Regions from separate parts of the Muntiacus reevesi genome. Here region 1 is linked to region 2. A link is a contact called in public Hi-C data. All regions are on one chromosome and are shown on one strand. Each heading gives the region's core, a stretch centred on a gene start, on an enhancer-like site or on the middle of the called end of the contact. The rest is flanking DNA. Distances are from core to core; before and after follow the strand shown.

Evidence for each region. A called contact is a pair of places that touch in the nucleus more often than the background predicts.
Region 1: a Hi-C map of muscle shows a contact between it and region 2, with 5 times the contacts expected there. The contact joins the promoter of BNIP3L here to the promoter of KCTD9 in region 2. A contact is called at or near these places in 2 of 3 Hi-C or Micro-C datasets (blood and muscle).

The regions. Positions count from the first base shown.
Region 1 is chr10:6,297,837-6,303,634 of mMunRee1.1, reverse strand. BNIP3L (BCL2 interacting protein 3 like) reads right to left here and starts at 4,417. Exons shown (of 6, transcript XM_065946645.1): 1 at 4,226-4,417. The coding sequence starts at 4,325.
Region 2 is chr10:5,501,309-5,507,399 of mMunRee1.1, reverse strand. It overlaps KCTD9 (potassium channel tetramerization domain containing 9), which reads left to right and starts at 3,324. Exons shown (of 12, transcript XM_065947105.1): 1 at 3,324-3,472. The coding sequence starts at 3,425. CDCA2 (cell division cycle associated 2) reads right to left here and starts at 2,598. Exons shown (of 15, transcript XM_065947328.1): 1 at 2,225-2,598; 2 at 1,339-1,402; 3 at 1,071-1,244. The coding sequence starts at 1,402.

The sequences.
Region 1 (5,798 bases), core at 3,168-5,667, 800 kb before region 2:
AATGTAAACAGTACATGAAGGACAAATTCACACCTCTTCCCAACCTCCCATTCCTACTCCTAAAGGAAACTATTTTAAATAATTTCATATACAGACTTCCAGAAAACACTTCATTTTTTGTGTTTTGCTTTTACAAAAAAAAAAAAGGAACTGTATTGCACCTACTTTTCTGTAACTAGTGTTTCTTACCTAACAATTTGATGTTTTTCAATGTCAATATATGTTGCTTTACCTTATTCTTTTGCATTGCAACTCATCATAAACATATACCATGCTTTAACCATTATCCAAATGGCAATAGCCAATCATTATCCAAGTGACAGTCTCTTAATATTTTGTTATTACAACAAGACTTCCGTGAACATTCTGCCAAGTAATCTGCCAATATCTATTAAAAGCCTTAAAAAAGAAGATTGCCATTAACTCTTAATTCTCTTCCAGTAATATCATCTATGGAAATACTCAGTGCAGAGCAAGTTAGACACACATACCCATTAAATGTTTACATAATAGCCTTATCTTTCGAGTAAAAATGAAAAAAGGCAGACTTGTCTTTCTCAATAGATGAACTACACATCCCTTTTTCTCATCACCTACTTCATTCCTGATTTGCAGCCTCAGAATTCCTGCCTGGTCTAAGGTTCCTTGGAAAGGAAACAAGACAAGATATGAGCATTGTGCTGTCCAAGTATTACAAAGTTGAAAGAAAAACCTCAATGAATTCTCTTCCTAATAAATAAGCTTTAAAATTAAAAACTGGAGGCTCTATTATGTTAAAAGACTACTTATAAACTAACCATGGTTCTGTTGCGTCAAGTAGCACATATACACACTACAGGAGCTATTTTCTAGTTGAAGTGTGAGAACTGCTAAGAGGATTCAGAGATGCATGCCTCTACATTGAATAACACAGTTCACTGCGAAGGCTGGTCCAGTAATTGTGATTACATTCATGACTGTATGGTGTGTTTACTCTTTAAAATTTTATAATCACCAGTTCAATCCTCTTGTAAGAAGGGAAGTGGGAAAGTGAGAGAATGTGGGGAAAGAAGGAAAAAGAGTTTTTCTCATTCTTTCCCCAATTTTTCAATCCCATGTGCAACTCATCCTAATCCAGGGTAACACATTTCATTATGTCTTATTTTCTTTCCTCAAAACCTTTCTTTTACTTCAAGTACCTGATGCTGGAATCCAGTTGAGAACAGTCACTGACATTTTACTTTAAAAAAACAACAACAACAACAACAAAAAAAATGTATTATAAGGCACTGAAGTGTCACGTATCATAGCCTTAAAGGCCTTCTTGCAGTACTGGGGAACCACGTACAACAGAGCCGAAGATGTTTAAAAGATTAAAAAAAACAAACAAAAACCGCCTGTACTGCCTACATGAAACAATAACAAAAACTGGATTACTACTGTAATTTTCCTCATCTTACCTACTGAATTTTATGACATAAATGTCAAATATCCTTAAGCAACTTGATAGTTTTCTCTAAACTAAAAGTAGCAACTGGAAAATATTCTTTTAACTTTGGAAGTAGTTCAGATATTGCTCCACTGATTTGTAATGAAAGCAAACAGTCCCTCTACACGGATAAACTTTTTTTAAAAAGTCAGAGAAAGGTTTCATTATTCCAAAAATTTCAGTAATTTGCTAGTAAAGCTCTGCTTTGACCCCTGAACTAAAGATAAAATCCCAAGCCACAGATTATCTGTACAATGAGTTCATCTCCTGTTTTTCAGACTTGTGCAACTTTGCCCAACAAAGAACTTCAACTTATCAGCAAATTCGGTGGTATTAGATGCCTGAATAAGTTGTTTTCCAGAGTGTCCAAAAATCACTTGAAGGAATCAATAAACCTTCTTGTTTTGTTCAGTCCAGATTTGTATATTGGGCTTAAAAAAAAAGTGAAAGGCAAGAGAAGCATAATGAAATGTGGCACCATCTAAAAGCTTTTCAATAACATTTCAAAGCAGCTCACCCTAGCTCCAACAAAATACTTTCTATCTAGCAGATTTCCCAAAGCAACATTTTGATACTACACACACAGGCTGAGCATCCTTGCACTTCTGTAACAGCTAATACAAATGTTATCGGCACCTGATTGGTCAAGGACATGGAAGACCTCAGGGGTCTGTCAGGACAGGGAGGAAAATCATCACATGGAGTGCAACCCCATTTTTCTGTTACATGGCCAAAGGTAAAGAAAAATTCCTTTGCTTTCTGTGATGTCAGGGACATATACTAACCAAACAGCTAACTTGTATCACAGAAAAACTGGAGTGCAAACAAGAAACAGTACACTAGAAAGAGATCCATAGGCAGCTCACCTCTGTACATCAGGTGGGATAACACAGGGAATAAATAAGAAACACACAAGATCAGGGGACTGTGGGCCACTGAAGAGGAGTGTCCTGAAAGGAACACTCGATCGGGTGAAAGTAAAACCTCGCTCTAGGATCTAGCCTGTGGTGAACTTGGACAACACACCTGACTCTAGACTTGTTTCTCTCTTTTTAAATGGGAAGCATAGTTTACTTACAACGTGCTAAATTTTGCTGTATAGCAAAGTGGCTCAGTTACACACATAAATATATACTCTTTTTTACCTTTATTTCTAATATGGTTTATCCCAGGAGACTGGATAGAGATCCCTGTACTATACAGTAGGACTTTGTTGTTTATACATTCTAAACAGATCTGTTTCTTTACCAGTAAAGAACAGTGGACAGCTACTGCTAATGTTTCTTCCCATTTTAAAATCACATGCTTCAAAAGAGTATGCTTAAAAAAAATTCTTAATTAAAACTTTTTAAATGCATATTAATATGTGAGGAAAATAACATTAAAAGACAAAGAAATTAATCCTAATTTACTGTGGGAAATAATACATAAACCTTATATTCCAGAACATAAGACACTTCAAATTTTTGAGAAGTCAACATTTAAGGAATCACTTAACAAAAGATGGAGCAAGAACAATAAGCATTGAAAACATTTTTAAAATACTTAAATTCTATCTCAATATTGTGAGGAAAGGAACTCTCTTCTTTAAAATAATTGTTGGGCCATGCTGAACACTTCTCCCTGATCAAAGATCTTGCAGTGCTTTTAAATGTCATTTAAGCATCCAACTGATTTTTAAATGACTTTATGTGGCCATATGCTAAATGTCCCAACTACCACTTTCAAAAGGTAAATTACAGGAAGGTTAGGCGAGAACCTTCCCAAGTGTTTCAGCGAGCTTTAAAGGCAACAGGGAAAAACCTCAGAACAAGATGTCTAAGCACCAGAATGTTAGGAAAAGCAACTGTATTTGGTCGTAATTCGATATTGGCATTGATTTTCAATAGCCCGCTTTAGCACATTAAAAACGAATGAGTTTTCAATCCCGTTTCTGAAAATCCATTGCCCCAGACGCCGAGATTTGTGCAATCTTGGACGGTTCAAGAGGCTGTTCAAAATCAGGTCTACAGGACACACAACACGATCGTTTAAAAAAAAAAATTACTTGAGCAACTCTGAAACATCTCTTTTTTTTTTTTTAAAGTAGCATAGTCTCCTCACCCCCACCCTCACGTGATACAAGTAACCACTAAATTACCAAATAATTTTCCTGGCCAGCCTGTGCTAACAAAAGAACGCAACAAGAGGGCTCACGTTCCGAGCCGAGGGGAAAGGCCGACCCAAAGAGGTGGGGTCAGCCGGGCCTGGCCGAAGCTCCCAGCACCCTTGACCTCCCGCCCGCCCTCGGCCGCCCCCTCCTCTCGGCCCGCTGCCCGCGTCCATCCCCCGGCGTCCCAGCCGCACGTCCCCATCTCTGCCCACGTCCCCTTCGCTGCCCGCTCCGCCCACCCTCCCTCCCGCGCCGCAAGGCCCACCCCTCCACGCCCCGATTGGCTCCTCTCCGGGGCCCACCACAGGTAAGATCCACTCGACCCCCTCGTCTTCCCACCCAACTATCCTCCCCAACCGCGAACCCAAGCCGTTCCCCATCCACGACCCCAGGAGGCAGCGGAGCCAGGTTTCGAGGAAGACAGAAGCGACTACTCCTGACCGGTGACGGGAGCTGTCAGTCACCCGCACATCCTCGGTCTTGACCAATGGGCTGTCTTCTCCTCCCGCCCCCCCCCCCCCCCCCCCGCGCGGAGCTGGCGGCGGCGACCCGAGCAGCTCCTCCTCCCCCATCCCCTTTACCGAGTCCGCTGGCCCAGCACTCACTGTTGAGGCCGGCAGGCGGTGGCAGAGACTGTTCGCCTTCCTCACAGTTATTGTTGTTGTTGTGCAGCGGCGGCGGCTGTTCTACTAAGTGAGACGACATTGTCAGGAGGCTGGAAGAGCTGCGGCCCCGCAGCAAGGACCGTCTCCGGCTCTCCGGCAGCAACACAACAAGCCGAGTCCCCCGCCCCCTTTTCCGCGCCTGCGCAGCCCCTCCCCCGCCCTGACGTCAGGACCCGCCCCGACCACGTGAGGACAACACAACAAGCGACGGGGCGGGGCGGGGGCGTGCCCAGGCGAGCTAGGTACGTGGAGACGCGGGAGTCGCGCTGACGCGCGCGCCAGGAATGAGTTCCTGCGTGTCATTGACTGGCAGGATGGAGTGAGGTATGCGGCTGTAACTGGGATAGAGGATGAGGAGACGTGTAATGAGGAAGTGCAAGGCCCTCTGGTGCTGACACGCAGGCCTCCCACACCTGCGGGATCACCATTGTTTTATCAAACCCGTGAGCATTTCTTTTTGAATTTCCGTAAGGACTCTTCAGATATTTACCTGTAAATAGGTATCGTGGTGACAGAAGGGAAGTGCCTCCCCGTCATAAATCTAAAATCAAGCTAGTGGAACACTGAACACGCCAAACAAGGAACAATATAAGGCAGGCCAGATTTTTTAGTTGTTAAACGATTTTTTTTTTTAAACCATAATTACAAACAACACGCAATCATTATTTTTAAAATGGGAAAGTTTTAAATGGGAAAAGAGAAGAATATAATCACCCAAATCGCATGACTTGGCCCATTCTGGAACAGGACATGAGAAACCTTGTTTCCTAAAGGTGGGTTGACCGTAAACCATGTTCCTTGACCCTCCATCTACGTCCTATTTCCGTGTCTTTGTCGTTTCCGTGGTCTCATTTATGTGTGGCATCTGTTTCTCTCGGTCTGTCATTTGTTTTTTTAACCTTGTTTCACTATAGTGGGTTCTCTAGTGTTAGTCGCTCAGTCGTGTCCGACTCTTTGCGACCCCATGGACTGTAGCTCACCAGACTCCTATATCCATGGGATTCTCCAGACAAGAATACAGGAGTGTGTTGACATGCTCTCCTCCAGGGGATCTTTCTGACCCAGGGATCCAACCCGGGTCTTCTTTGCAGGCAGATTCTTTACCAACTGAGCCACGAGGGAAGCCCAGGATTTCACTATGCTGAGGCAATCGGACCTGTTATTTTTATGACTTTGGAATACTGTCACACCATGATTTTAAATCTATTCCCTAGAATTTTTTTCTAATAGGTTGGATTTTTATACTCATACCTTAGTCCATCTGAAACTTATTTTTGTGTGTTGTAAATTGCTTAACTTCAGTTCTTCACAGTTGATCCAACAGTATCTCTTAAGCCATCCTTTTGACACTGACTTGAGAGTACACCTTTATCCCATATTGAGTGAGTGAGTGGAGTCGCTCAGTCGTGTCCAACTCTTTGCGACCCCATGGACTGTAGCCTACCAGGCTACTCTGTCCATGCAATTTTCCCGGCAAGGGTACTGGAGTGGCTTGCCATTTCCTTCTCCAGGT
Region 2 (6,091 bases), core at 2,075-4,574:
AGTTTTTGGGTAGGGACCTTTGTTTTGACTGCTGATCTATTCCATGCCCTGGAGCTGTGCCCAGAATATAGAAAGCGTTTATCAATAGTTGTGTAACACATTTGAATTAACACGTCTCATATTTTGTTTCATATTTCCTGCACAGGATTGGTAACGGCTTGCTTTGGCCTAAGAATTTCCCTTTTTCTGAATTAGTCTAATCTCCAAGGACGATCTCCCCCTTGGCACATACTTTCAAGCTCTGCTATCTCAAGGATTTGTTTCTCCTTGATATTTGTCTACCTTCAGCACATTACCCTGAATTCCAGCTGCACACCTAAACACACAAAATAAGTCTAGCTTTCTAAAGGTCTAAACGCGTTCTTTTTTTTTTTAAAGTTGTGGCATTCAGGATCTAGTTTCCAGACCAGAGATCCAACTTTGGCCCCCTGCATTGGGAGCTTGGAGTCTTACCCCCTGGACCACCAGGGAAGTGCCGAGTGGGATGTTCTTGGGAAGGGAGCACAGGCTGGTTTGCCACTACAGTCTTGTCTCCATCATGTGTTATTAAGTTAGTGCCCTGTGGCTTTCAAGCACATTTTCCTCCAGGTCTAAATGCTGTTCTAATTCCACTCCTATTATTTCTTTCTTCTCCAGCAAACACAGACTTCAAAAGTGAATTTTATTTCTACTCTGTAAGGGAGATTAGCCCGGGTCAATTTTCTGTTTGTTAGTTTGAAGAGGCATACCCTACTCTTTCAATTTCTTATTTTCTTAGTTGCCCTTCAACTGTCTCTCATTTTTGCTATACATGACTGTCAAATGTATTACTATTTAGGGCATACACCATCCTGTATTCCATGTGTTGGGTCAAAGAGCAATTTGGACACATATCCTTCTCCAGTTTAAATATGGAGCATAGCTGTGACTCAGGAACAACATCATTTTGGTGCCCTGGGACCCTGATCTAGTAAGCTTGAGAGCCAATCAATTTAGATACATAACATATTAAGCTAGATGGGGTAGGTGAACAGTACTGTTTAATTTTTAAACTTTTAAAAGCACTGCAACAAAGGGACAACAGTTCTTACCTGAAGAGCTATTTGCAAAGCTTTCAGGTGTAATTCCCAATTGCTCCACAGTTACTGTGGAAAAGTTCAAAGGAGATTTAAAAGTCTCCGATGTGCAACCATTAGGAGTCATTTCAGCTCCCTGCTTGTGGGGAGTTACAAGCTTCCCATTTCCCAAAATGAAAGGGGTGTTTCCTGAAACAGACAACATGTGGTAGAAGTTAAACATCATTAGAAGATAAATATTTAAACCTTAAATTTCACAAAGAGACAACAGGTCTCTACATACCACTGTTATTAATAGAAGACTCCTTGGTTTGAAGGGGCTCGCTGTCTTGTGAACAAGTATCCATCTAAAGAGAAAGAGAAGAAAAAAGAAAAATAACCCACTTCCAAGATTAATGTGATTTGATTGAGATCCTCTTTCAAGACTGAATTCTAATACAATCCATGTTGTTGCTGTTTAGTCGCCAAGTCGTGTTCAACTCTTTTGTGTCCCCATGGGCTGTAGCCGGCCAGGCTTCCCTTTCCATAGGATATCCCAGGCAAGAATACTGGAGTGGGTTGCCATTTCCTTCTCCAGGGAATCTTCCCGACCCAGGAACTGAACCAGACAGCTCCTACACTGACAGGCGGATACTTTACCAGGGAAGCCCAACACAATCTACACTGGCACGAAAACAGGTGTCAAATGACTACTTTAGGACCTCAAATTAAAGAGGAGTGGAGGAGACTGCTCTTCGGGACGAAACGAAGCACACCTCATAAGCCAAGGATTTTCAACCTTAGGGAACATCGGACTCATCTGGGCACTCTGTTTGAGACGCACCTTTTGCAGACTCCCCAAAATTCTAATTCAGGAGGTCTGCCCAGACCTCAGGAGTTTGCATATTAAAAATGCACGCGGGAGATCCAGGGGAACACACTGCTGACAAAACACCCCGAAGAAACAGCTCTGCGGCACGGTGCTGTTCTTAGTCGTGTCCGACTCTGCGACTCCATGGACTGTAGATAGCCAGGCTCCTCTGTCCACGGGACTATCCAGGGTTGCCATTCCCGTCTCCCGGGGATTTTCCCAACCCAGGGGTCGAACCCAGGTCTTCCGCATTGCAGGCGAATTCTTTACCATCTGAGCTACCAGAAGCCCTGAATCCCAACCAGATCACCTGCCTTACCTCCGGTAGGGTTTATTTTGAACGCTACTCCGATGAATATTGGGACTGCCGTGCCTTCTAGATCTCGGCTCTTTGGTGCTGAAGCATTCGCTCGAGAAAACAACTGTCGGCCGCCAAGCCATCCGCTGGGGGCTCCCAGATCCCCCGCCGCCAACACCCCAACCTGCGGCCGGAGTCCCTTACAGCCTTCCTTCCGCGAGGGCTCGGACCGCCGCCCGATTCAAATCGCCGGCCCCGCCTCCTCGGCGTCCCGGCGTTACTTTGCGAATCTCTACGCCGCCACCACCTGCACGTGTGCGCGCGCACCCCGAACCCTGCCAGGCCTCTACATCGCCGTCCCGGGAACAAGAGTGGCTTCGTGGGCTCGAAGAGACACCACCACTAGCTGCCGGTAACACACTGACCAAAGAGACCAGTTGTTGGCCTCTGTCCGCAGGGACTACTTTCTGTGAGAGCCTCGCGGAAGATCCCTTCGGTTAGTTTTTTAGCTCCGTCCCCGCCTTTCGATTGGATGCTGCAAACTTCGAAAAGAATCCTTGGACCAATCAGGATAGAAAAACGGGCCGGCTCTTACCCAATCAGCGAGCCCCAGACTCAGCCGTTTCCTCTGTGGGTTGGGCGAGGGGGAGGTGTTAAAGTTGGGAGGCTCTGACTGGTTATGGATCACTTCCAGCGCTCCACCTCCTTCTTTCAAGCCCCGCCTTCGTATGCAGATTCTCTCTACCTGGTGTTGGCTTTGCGCCTGCTCAGTAATGCTTTGAGCCGCCGTTCGGCTCCAGGTTGAGCTCTGATTGGCTGATAATCCTTCCCTGTCGGCTAGACCGCAGCCTCTCTTCCCTCCTTCCACCTGGGCTGGGTTAGTAAGAGCCCACCCAGTGCAGGCGGATGATTGGTTGAGTGTTGCCCTGCGCCGCCGGATGATTGGCGGAGCTTAGAGTCAGTCTGGGAGAGGTGGGGGAAGGGCCCCAGACTGACTGAAGAGCCCAGGGGCGGGGTGGGAAGGAGGACCGGCCAACCTTGGGGTGTGGGACGGAGTGTGCGTGCTTGTGTGTGTGTGTGTGTGTCAGTGAAGGAAGGAAGGTGGCGAAGGGAGGAGAGTCCGAGTGGGTGGAGGGAGGGGAAGGGCGGGAGAAGAAGAAGGTGGGAGGAGAGACAGGTGGGAGGGTGGCGACTCACTCAGGATCCGGCGGGGGCAACGCGATGAGGCGGGTGACCCTGTTCCTTAACGGCAGCCCCAAAAATGGAAAGGTAAGGGGGTCGGGAGGAGGCGAGGCGGCCGCGCTGCGGGGGGCGAGGGCAGCGGAGTGCGGAGCGGGCTCGCGGGGCAGAGGGCTGAAGTTGGGGAGAGGCACTGGAAGCGGGGAGGTGGGCGTGCGCCGGGGCGGGGGGCGTCCGGGAGGAGGCCGACCTTGCGTCCCAGAGGCCTCCTCCCCAGCCCCGGATCCCTAGCCCGCGCCTGCCCTTGGACTCCACAGCTGCTCTGGGGAGCGGCGCAGGTCAGTTTGTGCTCAGTCGTTCTCAAGCCCAGGTGTGGGTCCTGGAGTGCAGAGGACTCGGAGGTCGCTGTCACCTGATGCTCAAATTCCGCTTCCCACCTCCGCCGAGACCCCGCTGCCCCCCGCCCCTGGCTGCAGAAGGCGCTGGTTCCCACCTTCGTGCTGAGTAATGGTCCGCTCCAGAAAGTGCTGGTTAAAAACTAAAGCATTTAAGGGTGATCAGGTGAAAACAATTAAAACTTTCTATCCGTGACTAAGTAAAATGTTCTCTCAGCCTAAGTCGAATAGAGGGATGAAATAATACTGACATTTTCTTGATGGTCACCCCCCCCCCCATCCACACACACACTTTTAGGAGCCCACAGCACCACCGCCGCCAAAACTTCTGTACTCGCTTTATTAATATTTCGCACTATTTTAGTTTCTTAGAAGACTGGGACAATAGACCGAAGTGAATGGATTGGACATTACTCTTTGCTGTGTTAGGCCTTTGTTGAGGGTGTGGTGCTGAATATTTTTCCTTCGCTGGAGCAAGCCAAAATGTATCCTGTCCCTTCTCAGCCCCTTGCCCCACCCATGAAAGTTGTTCGGCGTCTTTGGAAAATTTGACCGTTCAAGGCAGACATTTATGGTGTGGCTAAATGACATCTAGAAATTACTAAGCATTAGAGTCGGAGTTGAAGGTAGATTGGGCTCCCTGTCTTATCTGCCAGCATGTTTTCTGCATGTTTTGCATACACTGTTAATTTTTAAATAGCGCAATTGTGCCACGGTATAAAAAAATGGCTTTCCAGCTACTCTGCAGTTTTGAGTGAAAGTGCTCCAAAGATTTGAACCACACTGTAGTTTCTTGACTGCAATTATCGTGTTCTTCTGGTTTTCGAGATTTCTCATTAAAAGAGAAGTAGCATAAATTCAAGTAATTGAGTTTTCATAAATTCTTCACAACATTCACTTTATTTCTGACTATTAATTTTTCTGTACCTGTTTTGTCTGTTGATAACTACTGCTCATAACCCAAAACATATGTTGTTACTGGAAGAAAGATTTAGTATATCCAAAGTTACAATTGTAGTTCGTTCTCAAAAACAGGCCTGTGACTGACCCTTTTCTTCAACATCTCTGCTTTGTTATTTCATGGAAGACAAGATGTTTAGACCCAGCCATAAATTTTTAACTACTTCTGAAACTACTGAATTTTATTCTTGTAAAAAATTGGCTGACTTAATCTTGCTATATTTTTATTAAGGTGGCTTTTTTTTTTAAACGTACTTTTGACTAGGTTAGCTTTTTGGATTTAAATATTAGTTTACTTAAATATTTTTCTAGAAAATCTCAGAAAATTGGAAAAAAACTTCTCAAATAGTTAAATGTTTGTTGCAAACATTATAAAAACCCAAATTGGAAAAGACTAATATGATTCAATATTGAAAATAAGTCAGGGGCTTCCCTGGTGGTCCAGTGGTTATAGGATTCCATGCTTTCACAGCCGAGGGTGCAGGTTCCATCCCTGATCAGGGAATTAAGATCCCACAGACGGTGTGAATCAACCAAAAAAATTAAAAAGTCACGTGATAATCTTTACTACTTAACTGAAAAACATATTCTTTGCCGAAGTTTTGAGTGTTTCCTCCCCTCCCCTTAAATTGATTTAAAAAAAATACTACTACTGATTTTAAAAAATTACTCTTATTTGACCAAAGAGAGCAGAATAATACATAACAGCCTGCATTTTTGTATAGATGAAGTGACTGTACTTAGCCAGGGTTGGCATGATCTCGACATGATTTTCGTGAAACTGAGAAAGCACTGTTACAAGATAAACAGTGTGGTCTCTTGTCCACCAGCTGGAATATCTCTGTCACTTTCATTATCTCCTTACTTACCTAGCTTCTGTTTTTGTTACCTGGCCCTAAGAGTAATGCCTGTTTTTTTCCCACATAAGTTTCCCTCCTTTAAAGCATGTTGAGCAGTTGCCAACACTGGGTGGTGAAGCTTGGGGTTTGAAAGGCAGAGTCGTATCCAACTCTGCATTTTTCGGGCACTGGAGAAGACAGCATATGCTCACCACAACTTTTGACTTTTGTGTATGTTGAGTAAACAGAAGTGTGACTATTGAATGTTTTGATGTTGAAGACAGGTTGGGGGGAAGGGTGCGTTGTGGCTTCTTTAAAGTGATGCTTTCCCAAGTGAGATTGTCTGCCTCACAGGGCGTGCCAAGAGGATCCAGTACTTTAAGAAGAAATAGTACACCTTTTAGGTTTTGTTTTGTTTTTTTTTTACTTAAAGATACAAAATTACATCAAGACTTGATTTTGCCAATCCGGAAGGACACAGATTGCACACAGGTGCTTTTAGTCCCTTGAGTGGG